3 separate regions of the Sus scrofa genome follow, and regions 1 and 3 are each linked to region 2. Evidence: chromatin contacts called from public Hi-C and HiChIP or PLAC-seq data. All regions are on one chromosome and are shown on one strand. Each heading gives the region's core, a stretch centred on a gene start, on an enhancer-like site or on the middle of the called end of the contact. The rest is flanking DNA. Distances are from core to core; before and after follow the strand shown.

Region 1 (4,626 bases), core at 98-2,597, 100 kb after region 2:
ATACCTCTTCTTACCTTCGTTATCATTACCTTTCCTGTGTCTGAAACTTAATAGGCAAATCAATAATAGTTTTAAAATTAATAAACGAATGAGTCTGGATGACCGTATAAACATGAATCATTTAAATAATCTACAGTATTTGGTGATATTCCTAAATGGATGATAGAAAGCAAAGATGCAAAGATAAAAGAAGAGATCAGGGGAAACCATAAGAGCAGAGGCAAAATCTGAACTGGGACCTGCGGGATGGATATGTACAGCAAGGGGAAGGGGTGGAGGGTGGAGGTGCGTTCCAACAGGGACACAGCATGGGCACAGCCACTGAGATCAGACAAGTCACACGCATCCAGGGACAGGGAGGCAACTTGCTAGGCTGGGCTTCCTAAGGGGAAATAGTGGATGGGGAGTGAGGAAGATAGGGTGGGGCCAATTGCAAGTCTGGAATGGCCATCTGAAAAGAAACATGAGGTGGGCTGAGAAGGGCAAGTTAGCACTGAAGGGAGGGAGGAAGCATTCAGTTTGGGACAGGATGAGTTGGCAGTGTCAGCCGGAAGCATGACATAGGATGATGGTGCTGCTTCGGAAAGATAAGCCTTGTGGAGATGGGGGTGTGGAGGACTGTTGGGACGAAGATGGAAGTAGGGAATTGGTCCAGACATTGTGGCCAGGCAAAGGTGATGAGGGCCTGGCCTCTACCCTTTCAGACAGCCATTTCCAACCCAGCCTCAAAAGCCTGTTCATCAACCTGCCCCACCCTTACTCATTCTCTCTCTTGCTACCTTTCCTGCCTCCACTTCCTGAATGCATGTCAGATATTTGATTATGTTCAAGAAATGTTGAAATGCATGGAGACTCCATAGAAGGAAGGAATAAAGAGTACCATGAGAAAATACCAAGCCTTACCAATAGACACACAAGAGAAATACAGCTTATTGTCACAATTCTGCAAGCTGAATTTGAAACTCAGCTTCACCATTCACTGGCTATGTGATTAGGGGCACATTATCTCCCTTAGCCTCAGTATTTCTCACCTGTAAAATGGAAGTAATAATTATAATTTCCTCAGAGGCTTATTATGAAGAATTGTGTTAATAATGAATGTAAAGTGCCTCACTCACTAAGTGTTATAATTAGCAGCAGCAGCTGTAATAGTGGTGGTAGTCTTTGCATCTGGAAGCAACACAAGCAACCTTTCTGGTAGAATTAACCTAGACTTCCTTCCCAAGCTAAAACTTCCTACAGGAAAAGGGAAGCCTTTGGAGCTGGAGTTAAGCTCTTCTCCAAGGGGTCCTCAGGCTGAGCTGAGACTAATAAGCTCTGTTCTCTCCTGAAAGATGCCAACCACTAGAGGGAGAGTGGACTTCCAGAAACCACAGCCCTTTAATCCCCACGTCTTGCACACTGCAAGTAGCCACATATTAGTGGCTGTAATATCAACTTACTGGGACCCAAGTAACCATTTTTTTAATGGAATAGACTAAAACTGAAAATAACAATAACTGCAGAAGATTTAGTTAGATATTATTTCATAAAGCCCTTTATTTTAGTTATAATGTGTGTGTAAAACATAGTTCTCACTGTGGGTCATGATCAGCCATCAAAAGAGTAAGAAATAGAAGTTCCCTTTGTGGCTCAGCTGTTAACGAACCCGACTGGGATCCACAAGGATGCAGGTTGAATCCCTGGCCTCACTCATTGGGTTAAGTATCCAGTGTTACCATGAGCTATGGTGTAGTTCACAGATGCGGCTCGGATCTGGCATTGCTGTGGCGTAGCCGGCGTCCACAGCTCTGATTCGACCCCTAGCCCGGGAACCTCCATATGCCACTAGTGTGGCCCTAAAATAGCAAAAAAAAAAAAAAAAAAAAAAAAGTAATAAATACTGGCTTAAAGGGTATGCAAGAGAAAAATTCCTTCTTTTCCTTAATACTCAGACACCAAACAAGTTCCATTCAGGTGAGTTATTTTTCTGTATTAAAGAAGAATCAGATACAAGAGTGGAGGACAAGATTTAACTAGTGGTAACCATATTGTTAAAAACTTGTAATATTTCCTAGTGTAAGCAACTCTTTAGTGTAAGCAACTCTTTAGGTGTAACCAGGCTAACTTTTTCCACAAGCCTATAAATGACCTGCATAGCTCTCTTTCTAGGTGATGACATCAACTCCCAAAGCTTTCAATGTTTCCTTTAATGTGGCTGAATCCTGAGTTACTTCTTTAACTCTTAACTCCAGACATGTATTTCTTTGGCTGGAATTCTCTCCATAAAATGTCCCATACAACCTCAAATTCAGCCTATCTAAAACTCAACCTATCATTTTCCCTTTATTTAAAAATAAAAAAAAAAACTCTTCTTGTGTTCCTTCTCTTGGCCTCTGTCTTACTCCGTTCAGGCTGCTATAACAAAATAGCCCTGATTGGGTAGTTTATAAGTAACAGATATGGATAGACAGATAGATCTATATAGATATGTATCTCATGGCTCTGGAGGCTGGAAGTCCAAGTTGATGGCACCAGCATGGTTGGGTGAGGGCCCTCTTCCAAGTCTCAGACTTCTTATTCTATCCTTACATGATGGAGAGGGTTAGAGATCCCTGAAGGCAGGGGGTCTCCTTTATAAGGCACTAATCCCATTCATGAGGGCTTCACCTTCATGACTTAAGCACTTCCCAAAGTCCTCAGCGCCTAATACCATCATTTTTGAAAGCTAGTATTTTAACATTTGGATTTGGGGAAAGACACATTCAGACCATCTTATCGCAGCATCTTATCTCAGTAACCCAGATGAGAAAACTCAGTATTTTCAAGTCTTCTTTCCCTCCTGTATAATCACTAAGTCCTATCATTTGTACCTACCCAGTGTCTCATCCGTCCAACCCACTTTTCCCTCCCATTCACGTCACTAGAAGATTGATATAGTCTCTCACCTTTTCCATGCATCCTTCCCAGGACCATCAACTACCTTAAAGAAACATAGGTTGAATCCTGTCATTCACTCATATCATCTTGATTCTTAGAAACATGCAATAACTCACCCAAAACAACAGAATAAAATACAAATGTGTGAGGATAAGATTTAAGGCCCAAGCAAAGAATGACAGATGGTTTTATCTCAAGCTCCAACCCCAACTGATTAGTGGTGGCTTTTTGGAGAATTGCATTGAGAAAGATTCTGAGGTTTCATATACACTCAGCAAGAAAGATTAGCTGAGGGCACAAGATGAGGAAGTAGATATCCCCAATCTAGGCTTAATCTATTTTTTTCCTTCTTCCTAGCATCAACTACTCAGCCACAAGAACTACTCATTAATACCTGAGTATGATACATTCAATTAACCATAAAGGCCATCTATTTTCACAGTTTCTTTCTTTTGCTGTCTAGACTGCTTATGACCCAACTTCCAACTATTAGAATCCTCATCTTGTTCTGTAATACTCTGCCTTCCCAGTTTGTACCTTGTCCTTCTGTTGGACATGTACCAACCTCCTTTGTATTACTTGTATATACATGTGTTATGTTTATGTAGATGGTGTGTATATTTCTGCCTCTCCCAGTGGACAGTAAACTTTCTGAAAGCAGTGAACATATCTTACTCATCTCCCAATCACTAAAAACCATCCAATAACTTAAACATAGCAAATATTCTATGGGCGTCTATAGAATGAATGAACTAATTAACCAATATTCTGATAGCATGCTGACTTTAAAAATAAAAATGGTCACAGGGGACAAGGAACATCCAGGAACTAGAAGCATCTCAGAAGTAAAGACACTCTTGCAGGAATCTCCCACTTTCCGGCAGTGAACAAGATCTACAAGACTTGGAGTTCCCGCTGTGGCTCAGCAGAAACGAATCTGACTAGTATCCATGAGGATGCGGGTTCGATCCCTGGCCTTGCTCAGTGGGTCATCAGTCTGGCATTGCTGTGTTGTAGGTCACAGACACAGCTTGGATCTGGCTTTGCAGTGGCTGTGGTATAGGCCGGCAGCTACAGCTCCTATTTGACCCCTAGCCTGGGAACCTCCATATGCCTCAGGTGCGGTCCTAAAAAGACAAAAGACAAAAAAAGAAAAAAAGAATCCACTGCTATTAAAAGTAATAATAAGTTGATGGAGTTCCCACTGTGGCTCAGCAGAAATGAACCCAACTAGTACCCATGAGGTCACAGGTTTGATCCCTCGCCCCCAGCTCAGTTGGGTTAAGGATCCAGCATTGCCGTGAGTTGCAGCGTAGGTTGCAGACGCAACTCGGATGGATCTGGTGTTGCTGTGGCTGTGGTGTAGGCCAGCAGCTGTAACTCCAATTTGACCCCTTGCCTGGGAACTTCCATATGCCTTGGGTAGGACCCTAAAAAGAGAAAAAAAGAAAGTAGTAATAGGTTGAAATCTACTGTTGCCTATCTGATAGAGGTCTTACCCTCAGATCCTCCAAGCATACCCTAAACTATTTATCAGTGTGCCTCTAAATTGGAGACTCAGCCCTAAAACTAGGCAAAGATTGTCTTCAAAGAGAAATTTCAGATCATCTTACCAAGCATTGGTTACACCTCTTGAGTTGGTAATTTACGTGGAGGCAAAGGACCCAAAACCCTTACTATCTATTCTCTCAGGCCATATAGTAAATT
Region 2 (4,498 bases), core at 735-3,234:
GAAACTTTCTCTAATGCTGCCAAAGAAATATAGGACTTGGCTTCAAGGGCTGCAGACAAACCTGGGAAACTTTGGTGTGCGTTTATAAGGTTATAACTCCACCCGTGCTTAGACTCTTGTCTGTTTTCTGCTAGCATAGCTCTTGCCCTCAAGAAATTCTCCATTTGTTTTCACTGGCTATTTACACCTCTCTTTTCTGATAAACATGCCTTTTAAATATTTTCTACACTGAAAAATTTTTCTTTACGTCTTTTAAGTTTTCAGCTCTTAACTCCTGTTCTAACCCCTTAACTCTGGGTCTCTGTGCACACGGTCCTCCAATACCTGTGATTCTGAAAATGCATTTCAGCAGCTCTAAGAGGAACTGTGCTTTTTTTCACTAATTGACTCCCTCCCTTGGTTAATTCCTTCTCAACATTTCTTACTCCCATTTCTTACGTGCCAGCCTCTGCACCAGCCCTAGGCAAGTTGAACATATTTTTTTTATCCTTCAGGCTGAGGGCATGGATCCCCCTCTTTTCCCTCCAACCCCATACTGTCCCAGGAGCCATCAAAAAGCCACCCTCCTGTGACTTATTGGAAGTAACAGCTAGCCTTGGGAGACATCATAGACTCAGAACCCTTTGAGAGAATGTAGTCAAGCAGTAATCCACCAGAGGGCTCTGCAACCCTGCCCAACACTCCTGAATCCCATGCTCAAGCCCATCAGGGAAGCAGGTTCGTGTGGTATGAGGATTCCTCTGTATTTCCCCTGGAACTGCAGTCAGCTGGAGAGGATTTTCTGGAGGAATTAATCCCTATCAAGTCTATTGCAATCTCAAGAGCTGTGGAAAAACCCTGCTTGCTGTCCTATAGTGAGTGAGCAAATATATTGGGCTCCATAGTAAAAATTCCTACAGACCCACAAATTCACCCTTGCCCTCATTACTAAGACAGGTTAAGAGGACCTTACTGTCATAGGGCTTAGCTTTAAAATGTTCTCCGGAGGAAAAAAAGATGCCATCAAATTGGGGTCATTTTTTAAAAAAATATGCATAAATATTTAGAGCCCTTCTCATGGGTTTTTAAAGCGCTTTGGGGAATTTAAATTCTAACCAGCATGCCCCCATCCTGAGAGTTTGGAGGTGGGTACACTGGCCCCATTTTATAAGGGGCTTTTTTTTTTTTTTTTTTTTAAATGGATGCCTTTGCCTTGTTCCAACTAGTTGTCTACACTTAGGTTTTCCCATTCATAATGCCATCCACTTCCTGACCAGTGTTGTGCATTTCCCATTTGTAAACTGAAAAACAGTAATAAATTCGCTCTGGTCTTTGTGTAGCTCTCTGAGAACTGAGGCCACTGCTGCTAGGGCCTCTATTGCTGTGAAGTGCCAGCTCGCTGGCTTTGTGATTTAAAGCCCAGATGCATATTCCCTCCCCATGATAAGCAGAAAAGGGAAAGACTTGAGCAGGGCGACTGGAATCTCTCCAGGGACTAGACTGGAAGAAGACAGGGAGCAGTCTGTACTCCACGGACTGTTCTGGAAGAGGCTGCCAAGCCGGCGGGCTGCCAGGAATCTCAAGGCCTGGCTATCTATTTCTCCTGAGGCAGCATATAGCAGCAGGGAGGGCGGGCAGGGCTTTTTAGCCTGGGGTCAGCAGGGGGTCAACCTAGAGTCCTTGTTGAAGAAGAAGCTGTGGGGCTGGAAGCATTGGCTACCTAAGTACTTGACCTTTCCCTCTTCAGCCACTTGGTGAGGTGGCCCCCTTGCCAATTCCCCGGCATCCCTGGGCTCATTAGGGAAGTAAGAACTGCTCCTGTGCCTAGGATCCCTCCTTGCGCAGCCTCAGAGCACTCGGGCCCCCCAGACCTCAGTCACAAGGTCCTGGAAACAGGGGAAAGTTTCATGGGCTTCCCTGCCTTCCCAGGGCTATACAAGGAGGGCTTTGTGGTTTCCCACTCTGCCCACCCCTTCCCGGCACCACATACTTATGTGCATAGTCACTAAACAAGCCTGGTGATCCCTTAATAGCGCATAACTGCTCTCCCGTGAGGTAGGCGGGCCTTCTCTTCTGTGGGGCTGCCTCCTGCAGCTCCATTGGGAAAATGGTGGTTGGGAAGACATCCCCACTTGACTAGGTATGGGAACTAAGACTCAGAGATTAAGCAATTTTCCTGCATTCCACAGCTGCAAAGCAGAGGTGGGTCTTAAGCGGACTGACCCAGCTCTAGGTCCACTGCTCTTTCCACTCCCCCAGTGGTTGCAAACTGGAGCACTCCTCAGAGCCCTGGAATCCCAAGGTACCTAAGAGCTGGCTGGAGAAGGGAAGGTGCCCTTTTCACTCCTGTCTCACCCCAGTCAATCTGATCTTTTTTTATGTTGTGATTTCACAAAAATTTCATTGTTTTAAAAAGTTATACTATAAGCCTTAGCAAAAGGATAGAAAAACGCCAAAGCATTCACTACCCCCCAGCACTTGCTTGCGTGCCCATGTGCACCATTTGCTAGTTAAGATGGAGCTTGGGGGCCAGAAGCCGTCAGAACAATAACTGCTGCAGGAATTCCTCATGCGTAGAACAGTGGCTCCCAACTTGTCACTGGCATGACCTGGGAGCTTGTTAGAAATGGAAATCCTCAAACCCCACACCAGGCATACTGAAGCAGAAAGGCCAGGAGCATGGGCCCAGGCAATTGTGTTTTCACCAGCCCTCCAGGTGCTTCTGGTACATGCTAAGGGCCAGGGTTGAGGAATGAGGCTACCAGGTGGCCCCTGGTATCTTGCTCAAGCCCCAGTCCTTTCTTATTATGACCTCCCTTCCTTAATATTTCAGGGTAAGGCAAGCCATTAAAGGGGTCTTGGGGATTCAAATAGCTGCTGATTAGACCTGAGCCCAGTCTCTGCTCTCCACTCTGTTGAGAGGTCCTTAGTCAGGAAAGGGGTGAGTCATGGCTTGAGGAGGTGGAAATCTCAGAGGTATACACAAATGATTCGTGAAGTAGCCCTGCTACGTAGCCTCTCAAGGTTCCTCATGTCCTGGGGTGGGCTATGGTACAGTATGGGTGGCAACTCCTACTCTCCAACTGTGCATTTCATAGTGTGGCAGCAAGAAGTACTCTAGATTTAAGATAAGAGTACCACCCAAAGCTGGGATATACAAAGGAGTGGAGAAGTGCTGTGAGGTGTCTGTGCCAATAGCCAACAAATATTTATTGTCTCTTATGTCTCAGGCCCTGAGGAACAAAGAGTCGGTCCTCAAAGTTGACAGTGTAGGGGAGAGAGCAAGATAAGAGATGGAGGGATGTTGAGAAGGATGCATGGATAGATGATAGCCATCCAGCCAAGATACACATAGACACACATACGTGCACACACAAGATTTCCATGTAGTGATAACATCTTCAAAAAAATAAAGTAGGATAATGTATTAGTGACTTGATGATGTGGGGACCACTGCAGGGGGAGTGATCAAGGGAGTTCTTTCTTAGAAGAGGAAATTTATAGGGAGAACTTGAGGATGTGAAGGAGCCAGATAAACAAGAATCTGAGAGAAGAAAATGCCCAACTTGAGGGAACAAGTGCAAATATCCTTGTTATACGTAAGAGCAGAATACTATAGCCTCAGGGAAGGGAGCAAGAAGAATACGGTGGGATGTGAAATGAAGCTACCATAAGGAGTTTGGATTTTTCTGTATTTGTAATGGAAGCCATCACTTACCATAATTTGCCATGATTTTTGTTGTTCGTATGTCTCAAATCTCTCAAATTGGGGTATGATTCACCTGTGAGAAGACAAACCCATGAGTACATACAGCTTGATGAGTTTTTTTCCCTACCCATGCAACTGTGTACTTACTACCCAGATCATGGCTTAGGCTGTTTTGGCTTTCTCTGAGCTACTCAGAGAATGGATTGAGGCCAGGTGGGCAACAGTGGCAGCAGAAATGCCAGTTAGAAGGCTGTTGGAATCATCTGGGCTGTTTGATGTGGCTTAGGCCAGAGTGGCCTCAATGGAGGTGGTTGAAAAGTGGTTGGAATAAATTGTATTTAGAAACAGAGGTGATAGGTTGTGTTGATGCAGGGGATATGGGCATGAAAGGGAGGAATGAAGGAGTCCTAAATTAGTGGCTTGAGCTATTCAATATGGGTGACACTGTTTCCTGGGATGAAAAAGGATTTTTGGAGATTTGCAGGGCATTAGAAATAATTATAATTTATAGCACAACCCTAATGCATGCCTTAGAAATGTTACGCATCCCAAAGGATCAAACTCAGTACTTATACACAACTGAGCTAAGCTGAGGCCAGCCAGCCTCTGAGTACATACAGGTGGACAAAACAAGCTACTGATGCAGCTAGTAGACCAAGCACTTTCCAGCTGGGCTGAAAATAAAAACAGAAATCAGACCTAACCCCAGTCTTCTTTCCTGCCTCTTAGATCCTGATGTCAGAGCCAGGGAAGTTGCTACAAAAAGTGAAGGTGTGGCTCCAAGAGTACTGGAATGTCACAGATCTCATA
Region 3 (4,391 bases), core at 660-3,159, 85 kb after region 2:
GTTTGTCGTTACTAACCCTCATGTTTTACAGCCCATGGAGGTATCTGAAAGCAATGCCCAGCGTGTATTGAGTGCATGCTGATCCCACATCTTCCCTCTTGGGGATTTAATGTGTTCGTGGGCATGCTGCAGGCCTGAGAAGTCCTACAAATAAAATGCTCTGTTTAGCTTGTTTTCACTCAGCATTTCCAGACTTACTGCACTACAGATCCTACTTTCTTTTTATATGACCCCTATTCCATGATCCATGTGGGGGTGAATATTAACCTAGTGTTCTCCATTGGGGGCATTTTGGCCCATTTCCCCAAGCCCCAGACATAAAGCACTATCTGAACGCACTCCTGGTTGTCACAACTGGGGTGAGCGATGTTCCTGTCATTTGATGCACAGAGGCCCAGGGTGTCGCTAAAGATCTTGCAGTGTGCAGGACAGCTGCACCCTGTCCCCCAGCAAAGAATTCCCAGAATGCCGGTAATGCCAATGTTAAGAAATCCTAAATTGGGAGTTCTCGTTGTGGCTCAGTGGTTAACGAACACGACTAGCATCCATGAGGACTCGGGTTCGATCCCTGGCGTCACTCAGTGGGTTAAGAATTCAGCATTGCTGTGAGCTGTGGTGTAGGTTGTAGACGCGGCTGGGATCCCAAATTGCTGTGGCTGTGGCTGTTGCTGTGGCATAGGCTGGCGGCTACAGCTACAATTGAACCCCTAGCATGGACCCTCCATATGCTGTGGGTGTGGCCCTAAAATGACCAAAAAAAAAAAAAAAAAAAAGAAATCCTAAATTGGAATTCCCGCTGTGGCAGTTTGTCTCTGTGGTGGTGCCAGATTGATCCCTGGCCTGGGAACTTCCATACGTTGCTGGTGAGGCCAGAAAAAAAGAAAGAAACCGTAAATTAACCCCTTCTTTAAAATATTTATATTTCCAATCTACCTATTCTTTCAGGGCTAATGGGCTGGAAATACACTACCCTCTATGAGCCAAAAAATCTTTTCTGCTCTCCTTTCTTATTGAGGAGGCCTAGTTTACATATCTATAGTGCTCCAGGACTTAAGGAAAAATCCACTGGCCCAGGCCTCACCTTGCTGACTCATTAAATCTCCTATCCGTGCAGTGCATTCGGTCTGCAGTCCTGATTACACAGCTGTTCTGCGTGTCAGGGCTGTCCCTGCCACCTTCCCTGCTTCTCTCATGGCAGCTGCATCTTCTCCGAGGCAGGAGAAGGTCTTTCGGGAGTAAAGGACCAGATCCACAGCCAGCGCTCCAGACAAGCGGGAGCCTTGCCTCCCTCTCTGCTTCCTACCAGAGACCTCTGATACACCTCCCAGGCCACAATCAAGAGGTCCCACTGCGGTGCAAAGCGATCAGAGGTGTCTTGGGAGCACTAGAATGCAGGTTTGATCCCTGCCTGGCACAGTGGTTTAAAGATTCAGCGTTGCTGCAGCTGTGGCTTAGGTTGCAACTGAAGCTCTGATCTGATCCCTGACCTGGGAACTCCATATGTGGCAGGGTGGCCAAAATAGAAAAGCAAAGGAAAAAAGACAAAAGAGCCAGAAAATGTCACCTCCTCATTACAGTTTGGGGGCATGTCTTTCTATGTGTAATGCATACAAATTCTTTCTATGTGTAATGAGGAAGGAGGCCTAGTTGGCTAGTCAGGGGCCCATGATGTAACGTTCTTTCCTTTCCTGTGACGAAATGTAACTTCCCTTTTTCAACTCCCCCATGCTCAGCGGCAGGAATTTAATCTCAGTTAAGGATTCCTAGAGATTCTCATTTTCTCAGAACTCCCCAGGATTTCAGGGGTACGAGTCGCCAGGTTCTTCGTGTCATCGTCTACCACACAGGCCTCATGGGGGGGCTCCCCATACTGTCTTCCGCTATGTTGTTGTGGTTTGTCTGGTGATCACTGGCTCTCCAGGTTTCATTCATGCCACCCTCGGAAGCACAGGGCCCAGTCTGCAGTTCTCACACTACCCTGAGTTTAGAGAAACTCAGAGTTTAGGGGAAGACCTTCACATTCCATACCATGCTGGTCACTCCTCCCTGCTCCGACTTCCACTCAAGAAGAGCTTTTCCCTGTTTGTCTGTTTTCTTTCTTTTTGCTATTCATCATGTATTCTCAAGGCTCTGAATCCCCTTGTTCATGCTTTTGAAACTCCAAAGCTTGAGCTTTTCTCTTTTTTTTCTTTCTGCAATTTACCACCTCTGCCAGGAGTTTCAAAAGTCTGTTTCTACTTGACCCTTAGCTCTCCCAGCACCAGCCCCCCTGTATTTTTGCTGAGTCATTCATTCACCAAGAGACTAGAAGCAGAATGTCCTTATCCCGAAATCAGGGAAGGCCTAGGATTTACAAGGAAATGAGGGGGAAATCTTTGGTTAAATCTCAAAATACAGTTATCCCTCAGTTGTGAGCCCCTGCCATTTGTGGGTCCACTTTAGTGGCCTATGCATGTCTTTTTGTATCCAATCTCAACAAAGTTTAAAGTTTCACTCTTTGGAAGAGCTGGGTGCGGAGGTAACAGATTTCATCTCACCTGCTAAATTCAGTTGACTGGTAGGGGCCGTCTGGAGTAGTGTTGAAAAGATTTTTTGAGGACTCTGTTGGGCGCATTGGACAAAAATGGACTAGTCACATCTGCCACGGGTGAGGGAGGAGAGATGTGATAGCATGTGTGCCAAGAACTAGCCATCACCAACTTACTCTTTATCTCCTTTCTCAGTTACCTTTCTCGGTTCATAGAAGTAAGGTTGTTAGAAGGCTTGATGGAAGCCTAGGATGAGACAGAACTCCAAGTCGAAATGATATTTGGCTAAAAGGCAGGATCATCCCAGGACCAACTGAGAATGGGACATGGGCAGGAGAAAGGGTCCCCAGCATACTGTCCCTCCTTCTCCCCAGTTCCCAGTCCTGTCCTCAGGGAAGGAAGTCAGAATTTATGGGGTTCATACCCTCTGGGGTGAAGCACAAACACTTTGATTATACAAACTAATTATGCCATGGGTGCTAAGAGCCACTGATGGTTTCTGAGTGGAGGAATAACAAGACAAGACAGGGCCTTTAGTGAAATGGATCTAGTGGCCACAGACAGAGTGGATGGAGGGGAAGGTTTAGAGGAAGAGGCCTCTTTGGAGAGTCGCTAGGGTGGTCCAGGTGAGAAGTCTTCATGAAAGGGCATGAGTGAAAAGATCATGTTTAGACAACAGAGGGCAGCAAACCACCCTCACCTGGATGCAAGCCAAATCCCAGGTCTTAGAGAAGCTGAGTATCTGGAACTTTCTTGATACCACCTTGTGCCTTTAGCCCCTGCCTTCAGTTTTAGGAGAGCAAGGGATTTTCAAAAGTGCCTCAAAACAGAATGCTGCCAGCCTGGTCTGAGGAAGGGAGGCCTAGTTGGCTAGTCAGGGGCCCTAAAAGGAGGCAGGAGGCCCCTGGCCCTTGCAGGCTCCAGGACAGCAGACATGGGTCAAGTCCACTTCCAAGTGCCTTCATGGCCAAGGGCAACTTCTGGTCCAGGGGAGGCTCTAGGCCATCCTGAGAAAGGTCAGACTGCACTGGGATGTGGCCCTGGCTCTGGGCTGGGCATTTTTCCAATGCTGGGAATAATTCCTCCAAGACACAAGTCAGTCCCTCCCACTGAAACAAACTAAACCAGAAACACGAAAACAAAGCTGGGCACAGCACAAAGAGGAGATTGCCAAGGAGGAATACTCTCTGGGCTGGGGCTGCTTTTTGACCTACTAAGGCAGGCCACTTGAGGATAACCGGGGTGGAGGGGTGAGGGCTTGGGGGCTGCATATCCTGGTGTGGGAGTAGGGGAAGCACAGACATAATGGGAGTCACTCGCAAGAGGAGGAAGATCCTGTTCTTCTCACCCAGTTCTGGGGTCCCTAAATGTATTCCCCTCCCCTTCCCACTCCAGGTCTCCCTGACACTGACTTGCCTTTTTCTCTGTTTCTGGCTGATCTTTCTTCCCCAATTTTCTTTCTGTTTTCCTCTCTGCTCTCGCTTTTTCTCATCTCTCCACCTAAACCCAGTCACAACAGAATCTGTCAACCTAAAAGAACCAGAGCAAGACATCTATGACCAGCTCTTCCACACCTCCAATGCCAGGGAGACCAGGGCAGGTATCCCTGGGAAATGGCCAAGCTACCCAGAGTCACCTCCTTCACCCATTCCTAACACCCCACCCACCAATCAGGAAAAAAAGGTGGGTTCTTGGGCCTGGGTGGTCAGAACTTGAGTCTGGCTCTGCTAGTTTCAAGTGCTGAGGACACATGGGGTGAGGGCCTGGATGGGTTCAGCCTTCATGTGGGCTGCAGGCTTCACTCAGGCACTCACTCCATCCCAGTGCGGTGGGAGACAGAAGCAAGTGAGGAGGCCACTAGGT

What was found. A called contact is a pair of places that touch in the nucleus more often than the background predicts. HiChIP or PLAC-seq counts read pairs in DNA pulled down with a chosen protein or histone mark.
Region 1: an H3K27ac HiChIP or PLAC-seq map of skeletal muscle shows a contact between it and region 2, with 4 times the contacts expected there. The contact joins two enhancer-like sites. A contact is called at or near these places in 10 of 47 Hi-C or Micro-C datasets (embryonic fibroblasts, heart right ventricle, liver and 5 more) and 2 of 2 datasets of contacts at active chromatin or transcription factors (alveolar macrophages and skeletal muscle).
Region 3: a Hi-C map of subcutaneous adipose tissue shows a contact between it and region 2, with 2.4 times the contacts expected there. The contact joins two enhancer-like sites. A contact is called at or near these places in 9 of 47 Hi-C or Micro-C datasets (brain, embryonic fibroblasts, heart right ventricle and 5 more) and 2 of 2 datasets of contacts at active chromatin or transcription factors (alveolar macrophages and skeletal muscle).

What each region holds. Positions count from the first base shown.
Region 1 is chr1:223,794,827-223,799,452 of Sscrofa11.1, reverse strand. All of the region lies in intron 2 of LOC110255683 (a long non-coding RNA gene), which reads left to right. Among named protein-coding and RNA genes, the nearest start is that of KLF9, 49 kb to the right of the region's middle. Within about 2 kb of position 1,347, at least 7 of the 83 cell types and tissues checked have an H3K27ac peak or open chromatin away from gene starts, as enhancers often do. A contact at or near this core is called in retroperitoneal adipose tissue and skeletal muscle, where this site is marked.
Region 2 is chr1:223,897,132-223,901,629 of Sscrofa11.1, reverse strand. TRPM3 (transient receptor potential cation channel subfamily M member 3) reads left to right here. Exons shown (of 27, transcript XM_021074417.1): 22 at 4,418-4,498. Among named protein-coding and RNA genes, the nearest start is that of KLF9, 150 kb to the right of the region's middle. Within about 2 kb of position 1,984, at least 37 of the 83 cell types and tissues checked have an H3K27ac peak or open chromatin away from gene starts, as enhancers often do. A contact at or near this core is called in liver, omental adipose tissue, retroperitoneal adipose tissue and 2 more, where this site is marked.
Region 3 is chr1:223,812,344-223,816,734 of Sscrofa11.1, reverse strand. No RefSeq gene overlaps it. Among named protein-coding and RNA genes, the nearest start is that of KLF9, 67 kb to the right of the region's middle. Within about 2 kb of position 1,909, at least 17 of the 83 cell types and tissues checked have an H3K27ac peak or open chromatin away from gene starts, as enhancers often do. A contact at or near this core is called in liver, omental adipose tissue, retroperitoneal adipose tissue and 1 more, where this site is marked.